Regions from separate parts of the Solanum lycopersicum genome. Here region 2 is linked to region 1. The links are chromatin contacts, called in public promoter capture Hi-C maps. All regions are on one chromosome and are shown on one strand. Each heading gives the region's core, a stretch centred on a gene start, on an enhancer-like site or on the middle of the called end of the contact. The rest is flanking DNA. Distances are from core to core; before and after follow the strand shown. Region 1 holds the start of LOC101250102 (protein NRT1/ PTR FAMILY 6.1). Region 2 holds the start of LOC101262983 (probable protein S-acyltransferase 7).

Region 1 (5,833 bases), core at 1,651-4,150:
TTTCAAATGTCCCATGTGAGTGTTCAACGTATATGCCTGTTGGACTGATAGAGTCAAGTACTCCGTAAGAACCACACTTAACATTATAGTGCAGGCTGGAATCGGAAGAAGTTTCAGAAGGATTTTAACTTCTTCTACTTGAGTCACGGTGCAAAGCCGCCAAGGATTGGCACCATCATCATCTTTTAGCTGCAGAGCTGCTTTGTCCAAATATCTACATTGGGCACACATATAGTGAAGACATAATTAAGTAAACAAAAGTATGTTTTACCTAACAGCTTAAGCTTATAAATGTGACCATAACACAATTCAACAACATGAAGAAAGTGAAAAAAAGGAGCAACCTTAAAAACTTACCTGAATTCATCGGTATGAGCTATCTTGCTGCTGCCCTTGATAGCAGATCTTTTACCAGGAAGTTCATACAAGCCTACAAACTCGCTGCTTTGGAATGAAACATTCCTCTTGCGGAAGGCAGCAACTAGGACTTGCGCAACACGCGTGAGAGGACTGCCTCCAGGCAACCTATGCCTATACATAGGAGTGCCAGCAAAGAATAACATGTTGGACAGGCCCATGGCAATTGCCAATGACCCAAAAGCAGCTCCCCATCCATGTTTCATTTGAATATACACAACTGCGGTGAAGGCCACGATGGCCCCAACTGTGACTGACAGGTAAAAGAAGTTAAAAAACCTGTCCAGGTGTGACCTGTAGTTTCTGCTTCTCTCATCGAATTGATCAGCCCCGAATGATGAGACACAAGGCCTTATCCCTGCTGCTCCGAATCCCGTCACATATAACACTGTGTATAAGTACATCATTTGCCAAGATTTCGCTGGTTCACAGTTTCCTAGAAGAAGGGCAATCTGATCACACTGATCTTGATTGGGCACAAATACCTTAATAGTTGCTACTAATGTTATTCCTGTCAATCCCTACATAACCATAAAGAAGTAAGTGAATGTTACTATCTTTTAATCCCTTCGTTTCAATTTGTTTGTTTGGTTTTGATTTGACACGGAGTTTAAGAAGTAAAGAAGACTTTTGAATTTTGTGGTTTTAAACCAAAATACGCCCTTTAGTCTAGTGATCTTAAACATGTCATCTGGGAAGTTAGAATAAGAGAGTTGCCGAAAAGTTAAGAGACATTTTTTTTAAACAGACTAAAAAAGAAAGTAGTATAAACAAATTGCAACAGAGGAGTAAGATCTTTACTTGAATGAAGTGATCAAACAATAGGCAAGCAAATTATTCATCGAATATAATTACCGCTAGATAAATGGTGGTAAAGATAGCAATAGTCCAGTATCTACCAAGGTAAGCGTCAGCAATGAAACCACCCAACACAGAGGAAGCCTGTGATATGCCCAAAAAATTGTTAACAGCACTGGCAGAACTAGAAAAAGGCCTGTGCATAACGTAGAACATGAACGCCACCATGTTAACAGATAGGCCAAAGTAAGCCATTCTCTCAGCCATTTCATTTCCGAAAATGAACAAGGCAGCTATCCAGCCACCTGTCTTGTTTATATCCGGAATAGGCTTCCCATGGATATTCACAGGAGTAGCTCCTCCTACTCCACCACTATAACCACGTCCAAAAGCTGTTTTCCTATCATCCGATTCAAGGAAGTAGATTCCGAGTTTCTTTGAACCCCGTTTTGGAGTAGAATTCCCTCCTAACTGAACTTCAGGCGATTTGATTTCCCTTTCTTTACTTCCCATTCTTTCAACTCTACAAGTTCCCTCCTCTTCCTACTTTCTTTATCACACACACTTCATATACACAATCGCTGAAACTGAAAAAGAGAAAGCTTGTAAGACTTATGACAAGATTTCAAAATAATTAGTTGAATAACATTCAACAACATTTCCTCCATTGCCTAGAGTCTAATGTATCTAAATCGATTAGTCCAGAACGAGTGTGACTTTAACATCATAAAAGCTTTCCTCCATTGCCTAGAGTCCGTGAGTTCAAAACGAGTGTGATGTATATAGTTAGAGCTGAAAGTAGTGAGTTCAGTTGAATCATGGGACGGTCCAAGATCCGCCTCTGAATATATACACATAGTATTATGGTAAGGATTATAATGTCAAGATTTGGAAACACTTTAGTAGAATAACATCCTACCAAGATTTCCTTCATTGCCTGGACTCCAAATTATACAAAAACGAATTCAGGATCTAGAGTCAACAAAAATATACCCAATGTAATCTCACAAGTAGAGTCGGAGGAGATACAGTGTATGCAGACCTTACACCTACCTCATAGAGATATATAGGTTGTCTCGGCTTAAAATAAAGCATTTCCGAGCAGTAACAACAATGAAATAATGTGATACGGAGAGCAGCACGCGACAGACACATAGAGGAAAGAAGAGTAATGACTACGAAATAATGTGATCTTAATCTACAGAAACATTTCAAAGTTTTCTTGTACATAACTATATAGTTCGAGGCGAAAGCAATGAGTTCACTAAAATCACAGAACCCACCTTAGATCCGCCTTAGGACCTAAAGTTTAGAAACTTCTAGACTCACAATCTTGGAATTGAGCCATAGTTCTTGTTGTTATAGAAAAATTCAAGAATGACTTTGACAACTCTAAATAGTGTCATATACAAGAAATTTTTTAACACTCAACCTACTTGAATTACCATAAGATAAAAAGATTATAACTTTGTAAGAACATTTGTATATTTTCATGATAATGGATTAAAAAACAACACCAAAATAGCATTTTTAAGTAACATACCTTAGAATTTGGATTAACAACAAAAAGTTTTGTGATGACTTTTAGTAGTCCAAATAGTAGGTGATGTATATAGTAGTAAATAAAACCAAAAAAATGTTAAGTCATCTTTTTCATGACAGATAAGAAATTAAAGTTTGTTAGGTAGATAGGAAGTAAATGTACTTCTCAATCAATTCATTTATTGAGCCTATTTTTGAAGGATTTATGGGTCAGCACACTTGCTACTTTCTACTACACTACTATCTATAATTATATTAGCATTATAAATGCAAGTCCAATAAAAATATATCCTCTTACTATATAACAACGAAGCAGACACGTATTCATCGACTCAGCAATGGCATTTTTGAAAATATTTTCTCTTAGTTCTTCTGTTCTTAATTACTTTTCATTTTTTAATTAGCACACCTATTAAGAAAATAATTAATGAAATAGTGAGTTTATCATTTTATTCTTATTAATTATGAAGTGGATGAAAATTTTTCAAAATAATTAGTTATTTAATTGAGGATATTATAGATAAAAAAATATCCTTTCTTGATTTAAAGTGTACAAGTAATTAGAAACAGAGTGAATATTATATAAGAGAGAGTTTAAGGTTGAAGCAGACATGTTTCCGTCGACATATCTTCTTTAGCAAGGACATTTTTGAAAATATTTAAAAAGTGTTTTTCTTGTTTTATTTTAGTTTAATTAGTGTATAGTTTTTGCCAAATTATTGTACCCCTTTAGTGGTATCTTTTTGCTTTAAATTCATATCTTTTAGTTATAGCTATATTATATTGAATGTCGATGATAATATTTGTGTAAATTTTAGAACTACATTGAATAAAAAATTAATGGTAAGAAAAATATTTTCATTATGAACATCCCAATGAACCTCTTCAAATTAGTTTTGCATAAAAAAAGAATGAGATAATTTACTAACACACAAATATATATCATAATTTATTTTAGGAAAAAAATATAAAATTATTTTATCAGTGTCATTTAAAACTTATCAACATTAATAATATTTATCATATATTTATTTTATACTTAATAAGATTTTTAATATTATTTAATTAACACCACTTGAAAGATAAATTTATAAACAAATATTGGATTCGTGCTTAACACAAAATTTTAGTAACTATTTAATATAATTAGGTCATGTTGTGTATACACAACATATCTTTGTTGGTATGTATAAGTGTGACCATCAAAGGATATGATATAGTGGATGATATTATTCCCTCTTAATTAGAGATTTTGGATTTGATCCTAATAGAAAAAAATTCTTGGCAAGAAACATTCTCCTCCTAGTGGGATTCCAAATATCACAAAATCAGAATTAATCAATTTTCAATGTGGATATTGAATATCAGATAAAAAAATAAAATCAAAAATTAAAAATGTGATCAGTTGAATTAGTCAGCCCCTCATGACAATTAGAAAGTATAATTACCTTTATCAATTATATTCAATTACCTGCATAACCAATCAAACATGCCAAACAGTCTAATTACACTTAACTACATTAAATCCAACTAACTTCTGAATAAGCTTTTAAAGTGTGAAAAAAAGAGTTTGACACTTTGACTAGATGACTTAAATTGAGAAGAATAAAAATTAGGACTGAAAATTAAATGAGTGGATCCATGAAGCCCCCAACCAACACATGGATCATTTATTTTGGAACCATAAAAGAAGCTTTAATGCTGTTTTTTTCTGCCAAATAATATAGGGAAATTTTTTTAAAATGTTAATATTTTAATATTTAATAGGATATTGTGTCAATAGTTTCAATATTTAGTGATAATGTCAAAATTTTATCTTATTGTGTATGTTAATTTTTTTTCAATTACTTGGTTTAATTAAAAAGAATACAAAATTTATATAACAAATAAGAGCTCTTTAGGGAAGAGAAAACTTTTAAAAAGTAACAGACGCTTAAAACTCTCAACATCGACATAACTAATACAAAAAAAAACAGAATACAAAATACATTAAATCTACGAAATACAAAAATACATACTAATTATAACATAATCAAAAATTCATATACACTTCCAAATCTATGAATACAAAATACATTAAATCTATGAAATACAAAAATACATACTAACTATATGTAACGACCTGTTTAGTCGTTTTGAGCAGCAGATTTTATTTCTGGAAAAACAGGCTGAGGCGACGGACTCCACGACGGACCGTCATGGGCACGACGGACCATCACAGGGTCTCGTTTCAAAACACTTAGAAAATCTGAAATTGGATACTGAAAATCGACTCTCTGAACTTCGTAACGGAGTGGCAGGACGGACCGTCACAGGTGTGACGGACCGTCACAGGCCATTCACCCAAAATCAAGTTTCTGAACTATGCGACGGACAGCAGGACGGACCGTCGCAGGAGCGACGGCCCGTCACAACTTGCGTAATCCCAGTTGGAGTCGGATTTCTGGTTAAGTTTTAAGGGACGTTTTTGACTATTCTTGCCTTAATTATAAAGTTCGTGGGTTTATATTAATAACTCAAATTCTTGGGGGTTAAAAGAGGTAACCTTAAGTTAATTAGTGGGGTATTATTGCCATCTTTTATTCTTAATTATATACTAATTAGGGTAAAAGAAAGAGGGTTTGAAAAAAGAAAATAGAAAGAACAAGAGAAAGAGAGAGAAAGTTGATCGAGAGAAGAGGAAAGCACCAAGCTTTGAGGATTAACTTGCTTGATTTCAATTCTTTGGTGGAGGTAGGTTATGGTTTTCATGCTTTCATAGTAAACTCTTAATAGAGAATGATATGTATTGGTAGTATTGTAAACCCTACTATATGCTTAATTGTATGTTTGCATGAATATGATTATGTGATTGTGATAAGATAAGCATGATGAAAATATTGAATCCCAAATCTTGAAAAGAAACTTTAATATACATTATTAATGATGATGCCTTGGTATAGAAGAAGGCTTGATGAATTAAAGTAATGGGATTGATGATGCCTTGGTATAGAAGAAGGCTTGATGAATTAAAGTAATGGGATTGATGATGCCTTGGTATAGAGAAGGCTTGATGATTTACAGAATGATATTAGTG
Region 2 (6,681 bases), core at 220-2,719, 410 kb after region 1:
TTCAATTTATCTTTTTCTGACGGTGGCATTCCTTTACTATTACATTGGGTAGCTGCTACCTCCCACCAAGCATTAGTATTGAGTAACTCTACCCACCAAGACTTAGGTAGACGGGAAGAAGCCACGGTTAAATTTATAATGTTTGGAGAAAACACTTAATGCAAAAGGATGATAATTGAACAACGTGGTTCTTGCAAACCAAAATATATATAAATTCAGGAGAAACACAAAGAAAAAGATCAGCAGTACATTTCTTCCTTGCCAAACTTGATAAAGTCGCAATTGTGAGCCATTAGTGTTGTCAATTCTCTCTTTGGAATCACATCGGGTGCTAGTAGAAGACGGGGGAGGTGAATACATTTTCCTTGGCAAGCTGACGGAGATCTCACGGATCTCCAATCAATTACAAATTCAAGCATCTGTGTCTTTATCCAATCTTTATAGCTACAGTGATGAAAGCTTGAACCTCAATCAACAATCTTGCCATGGAACACATAAATCAATAAAATGACAAAAGGCCTTTTCGTGATCGATAGAACAAGTCTTTATAAATACCCCAATTGAGAATTTTGGGAAATAAACACAATCCCCAACAATCTTACAATGCACAGAAAAGCAAACAAACCCCAAATATGCCCAATTTGGAAATTTAGAGACACAGCAAATCCTTTTTCTTCTCGTAAAATTCTGTCTTTTGCACCTAAATGGATACTTTTGTGAAATAAACACAATTTCCAACAATTTGGGAATTTAGGGACTTGTGTAAAATGCTATTAATACAACAAACCTAATACCCAAATCGAGAATTTTCCAAATGTAACACAATTCCAACAATATTCCAATGAACAAACAACAAATTTGTTTTTATGTGAAATAAAATAGTAGTAATAGGTATGGTTTTTGTTGGATGAAAATATAGGTTCGGGCTCTCTCCTCCTTCTATAACTGGAAAATATTGGTATGATATGTTAATGTTTGTAAGAATTGAAAGTGTGAAGCTGAAGGAGAGAGAGGCGAGAGAAAGGAAGAAAAGCAAAATCCATTAGAAGCTAATTTTGCAATTATGAGAATTAAGCAATACCGTTCACCTCAATTCTCTGAATTTACTCTCAACCGCTCCCTATATATTTTGATTTTTGACCCTTTATTTGTTTATCTACTGAGTTGGAGTGAGCTTGGTCCAATCTCTCTCCCCGGTGGTTACATCCGCCATCACCGCTAATTTTCCGGCGTCTCTCCCCGTTGGGTCCATCCAGCCACATCGCTCCTTTCCCGGCGTCCATCTCCGGTGGTTCCACACTACACTAATAAAAGTCAAATGAAGGGAAAAAAAGGGAAACTAATAAAAATGATTTCGATTTAGGTTAAACATCTTCAATTTATCTCTATTTTAGTCTCCATTTCTATGTTTAGTTCTCCAATTCACTGAACATGTCAATAGGGATTATGGATTACCCATTCATTCGAGCTAACTCATATATGGTTTGACACTTACATGATCAAATTAATTAATTTTTATTGTGGGTCTAAAATGTAATTGAACCAACTTACAAATATGTGGAATAGAGACTTGCCGGATCAATTTATTTTAAAATTTATATATTTTTAATTATTAAATTAAATTATAAAATATAAATTTAAAAAATTATCATAAATATTGACAAATAATATTATATTATATTAATATTATTATTTGTTAATCAAATTCACGAATAAAATTATTTTTATAATATTTATTAAGTTTTTTTTAAAAATAAAAATATAAATATCTATAAAGAAATATTAACCTAAGGGGCCGTTTGGTTACAGTATAACTTACTTTTTATTCATGTATTAAACAATGTACTAAGTTATACTATGTTTGGTAGAAATTTTTGTTTAGGTAGAAAAATCAACATAACTTATACCATGTTTGATTGCATTTTTGTAGTCCTATATAATTAATACCAACATAGCTTATGAGGGAATATCTATGTATAAAAGTTATGCAAAGTAGAAGGTCGAATAAGTTATGTGAATATTAGTTATACTATGTATTAAAGTGATAACTTACCTATTTATCCTATTAATTAGTTTTATTATTTTTAATCAGAAACTTTATTATTTTCATATATATAAGTTTGTTGTTTTTATTGTTGGGAAAGACAAGACACTAACAAAGAATGTCTGACAGGATAACAACGGAAGAATACCCAAGCCTATACTTTCTCTTCTCGATTTGAACCAAGAAAAGACAAACAACCACAAGCAATATGATAGTAAGGCAGCAAGTAATTCAACCAAACAAATATAACAAGGCAATAATAAACCAATCACACAAGATTTACGTGGAAAACCCTTCGATGTGAAGAGTAAAAAACCACGGGACCAAAAGCTCCACCATAATCACCAAGAGTTACAATATTGTTCTCCAAAATTGGCCACAAAACAAGTGCCAAACAACGAGAAACAACAAAATAAGATTGCACCAAATCTAGAGAATTAAAGGAGCAAAATCACCAATTTCGCAACTATTGTTCATGACAGCAAAACTGAAGCTGCAGGCCACCAAATCCAACTCTGTCAGTTTCTAATCAAAGATTGAGATGAAGATAATATGCTGTCTAAAAATCAGCTCAATCGGACAAGAAACGAAGCGGGAATCGCAATTTGAAGTTGGCTGTTAGGGCTGAATTTTGACTGCAAAAACTGCTTTCTTTCTCTTTTTTTGGCTGCTGAAAAAACTCTTTGTGTATATAAAAATAACACATAAATAGGCTTATATTTGCCTCATAAGAATGGGCCTATGGGCATAAATGGGTTGGTCCAAATTGGGCTTTTATTTATCCACATAGGAAGGGGAAAAGGCCCATAACCCAACAATTCTCCCCCTCACGACTATGTGGAGGAGACCGCCATCCTGGCGACCATGCAACAATCTTCAAACTTCCCTCTTGGCAAAGCTTTAGTCATCATATTTGAACCATTGTCATTTGTATGAATATTTTCAAGCTCAAGCAACTTAGAATCCAACACATCTCGAATCCAATGGTATCTCACATCAGTGTGTTTAGACCGACCATGGAATGTAGAATTCTTGCCAAGATGTATAGCACTTTGACTGTCACAATAAAGCACATACCTATCTTGAGCATAACCAAGTTTCCCCAAGAATCTCTTCTTCCAAAGCAATTCTTTACAAGCTTCAACGACAACAATAAACTCATCTTCTGTAGTAGATAGAGCAACACATTTTTGCAACCTAGATTGCCAAGACACAGCCCCCCTGCAAAAGTAACCAAGTACCCTGAAGTAGACTTGCGAGTATCAACATCACCAGCTATGTCTGAATCAGTATAACAACAAAGAATAGGCTTCCCTGTACCAAAACACAAACTCAGACTAGAAGTGCCACAGAGATATCTCATAACCCACTTCACAACATTCCAATGTTCTCTTCTCGAATTAGAAAGAAAACGGCTAACAACTCCAACAGCGTGAGCAATATCGGTCTTGTACAAACCATCACATACATCAAACTACCAACAGCTGAAGCATAAGGAACTTTCTTCATATCTTCCTTCTCATCATCACTAGAAGGACACTGTTTCGTGCTCAATTTGAAGTGCATAGCTAAAGGTGTACTGACAACCTTAGCTTTGTCCATGCTGAATCTGCGAAGTACTTTCTGAATGTACTTCTCTTGTGATAATACCAATTTCTTGGCCTTTCTATCACGGACAATCTGCATGCCAAGAATCTGCCTTGCTGGTCCTAAGTATTTCATAGCAAAAGACTTAATCAACTCTTGCTTCAACTTCTGAATCCTGCGAGTATATGACCAACAACAAGATTGTCATCAACATAAAGCAACACAATAATAAAGTCACCATCAGAGAACTTTTGCACAAAAACACAATGGTCTGAAGAAGTCTTCTTGAAGCCCTGCTGACTCATAAAAGAACCAAACTTCCTGTACCACTGCCCGGGAGCTTGTTTCAAACCATACAAGCTCTTCTTCAATTTGCAAACATAATTCTCTTTACCCTTGACTTCAAAACCTTCCGGTTGCTCCATATAAATTTCTTCATCTAAGTCACCATGGAGGAAAGCAGTTTTAACATCCATTTTCTTAGCCTCTAAATCTAGACTTGCAGCCAAGCCTAGAACCACACGAATGGATGACATCTTCACAACTGGAGAGAATATCATCAAAATCAACTCCCCTTTTCTGATTAAATCCCTTGACAACTAATCTAGCTTTGTACCGTGGAACTGGATTACCATCTTCATGTTTCTACCGAAAAACCTACCTGTTTTTAAAAGCTTTTGTCTTTAGGTAACTTAACCAAATCAAAGGTATGATTATCATGCAAGGATTTAATCATCTTCCATAGCATCAAACCACCTTTCTTTTTCTTCACTTTCCATGGACTCATCAAGACTCTCAGGTTCTCCCCCGTCAGTCAAGAGTACATACTCATTGGGAGAATAACGAGATGAGGGAATTCTCTCTCTACTAGATCGTCTGAGAGAACTCTCTGGAGCATCTATAATTGGTTGTTGGACAACCACATCATCTTGCACTGGAGCATCAACAACATCATGCCGATCATTCTGAACATGATCACCATCTTCATTATCAACTTGATTTTCATCATTATGAAGATTTTCTTCCGGTGCAATAGTCAAAGGAACTGGATCAACATCAACTAAGCTCTCACTACTCTGAAAATCAGCCTTGTCAGCTTTGTCAAAATCTTAACAAGTTTCTTCTCAACAGGATCATAGAAACGATAACCAAATTCATCTTGACCATAACCAATGAAGATACACTGCCTAGTTTTAACATCCAACTTTGATCTTTCATCCTTAGGAACATGTACAAAGGCTTTACACCCAAAGACTCTAAGATGATCATAAGAAACATTCTTACCAGTCCAAACTCTGTCAGGGACATCACCATCTAAAGCAACAGCAGGAGATAAATTTTGATAACATAAGCAGCAGTATTAAGTGCTTCTGCCGAAAAGGAATTTGACAGCTTAGCATCTGAAAGCATACATCTAACCCTCTCAACTAGAGTTCTGTTCATCCTCTCTGCTAAACCATTTAACTAAGGAGTCTTTGGAGGATTTTTCTGATGTCTAATACCCTGCTCTCTGTAATATCTATCAAAAGGACCAATATACTCACCGCCATTATCTGAGCGGATGTATTCCAATGTCTTCCCTGTTTGTCTTTCAACCAAGGCCTGAAAACTCTTGAACACATCAAGTACTTGATCCTTGGACTTCAAAGGAAATACCCAGAGTTTGCGAGAATGATCATCAATAAAAGTCACAAAGTAAAGTGCACCACCATGAGAACTTACCTTAAAAGGACCACACAAATCAGAATGTACCAACTCCAGCAAATCAAGCTTTCTTGAAGGCGGATGACTCTGAAAAGAAACTCTTTTCAGTTTACCGGCTAAGCAATGAACACATTTCTTCAACTTTGCTTGTTTCACTCCAGAAAGCAAATTTTTCTTAGACAAACTATCAATCCCCTTCTCGCTCATATGACTCAGCCTTCTATGCCATAACTCTGATGAAGTATCATTCTCCACCAAATTTACTGAGTCTCTGGACATGGAGCCCTGAAATACATACAAGTTAGACAACTTGTCACCACGGGCCACAACCATCAAACCTCTAGTAAGCTTCCACTGGCCAACACCAAGTGTATTAACATAAACCTCATCATCAAGATATCCCATAGAAATCAAATTCAAGCGAAAATCTGGAGCATGCTTGACATTATATAGAACTAGTTTGGAACCATTATTTCTTTCCAAACAAACTGTCCCAATGCCAATAACTTCAACTTCATGATTATTTTCCATTTTCAACGTTCCAAAATTACCTGGAGTATAAGAAGAAAATAATTCCTTCTTTGGCATGACATGAGAAGTAGCATCAGAATTCACAAACCAGCTAGAATCATCACGAACAAGATTAATGGCATTTGCATCACAAGAAACAAGAAGATCATCATTAGCAACAACAGCAACACGATTTTCATTATCGCCTTCTCTCTTTTGTTGTCTCATATCTCTCTTGTGCTTGTAACAATATTTCATGATATGCCCATTCTTGTGGCAATAGTCACATGTAATATTCTTGTATTTAGACTTTGACTTGCTTTTACTTTTACCTCTATCATTCTGACCTCTGGACTTGTTTCTCCCCCTATCTTTAGTAACCAAAACATCGGAGTGTGAAGCTGAAGAAGATGAGGCTTGAGATCTTCTTCTCATTTCTTCATTCACGACACCACTCTTAGTATATTCCATGGTTACAACACCACTGGGAGCAGAATTAGTCAAAGAAACTCGAAGAGTTTCCCAAGAGTCTGTCAGAGTATTAAGAAGCCAAAGTCCCTGTATCTCATCATCAAACTTTACACCCATTCCGGACAGCTGGTCAAGAACACCCTGAAAATCATTAATATGATCAGAAATAGGAGTGTCCTCTTTATACCTGATATTCATTAATTGTTTCAATAGGAATAACTTGTTGTTGCCAGTCTTCGAAGCATAAAGTGTCTCGAGCTTGTCCCACAAACTTTTGGCATGTGTCTCATTCACAATATGATTTCTAACATTATCTTCAACCCATTGTCTAATGTAGCCACAAACCTGCAGATGCTCAAATTCCC

The links. Promoter capture Hi-C pulls out the DNA fragments that hold promoters and counts their contacts.
Region 2: a contact with region 1 is called in a promoter capture Hi-C map of leaf, with 9 times the contacts expected there. The contact joins the promoter of LOC101262983 here to the promoter of LOC101250102 in region 1. A contact is called at or near these places in 1 of 1 promoter capture datasets (leaf), 3 of 8 Hi-C or Micro-C datasets (all in leaf) and 1 of 1 datasets of contacts at active chromatin or transcription factors (leaf).

Annotation. Positions count from the first base shown.
Region 1 is chr11:33,117,199-33,123,031 of SLM_r2.1, forward strand. LOC101250102 (protein NRT1/ PTR FAMILY 6.1) reads right to left here and starts at 2,901. Exons shown (of 4, transcript XM_004253185.5): 1 at 2,759-2,901; 2 at 1,273-1,802; 3 at 358-938; 4 at 1-214. The coding sequence starts at 1,728.
Region 2 is chr11:33,528,479-33,535,159 of SLM_r2.1, forward strand. LOC101262983 (probable protein S-acyltransferase 7) reads right to left here and starts at 1,470. Exons shown (of 6, transcript XM_010314822.4): 1 at 250-1,470. The coding sequence starts at 360.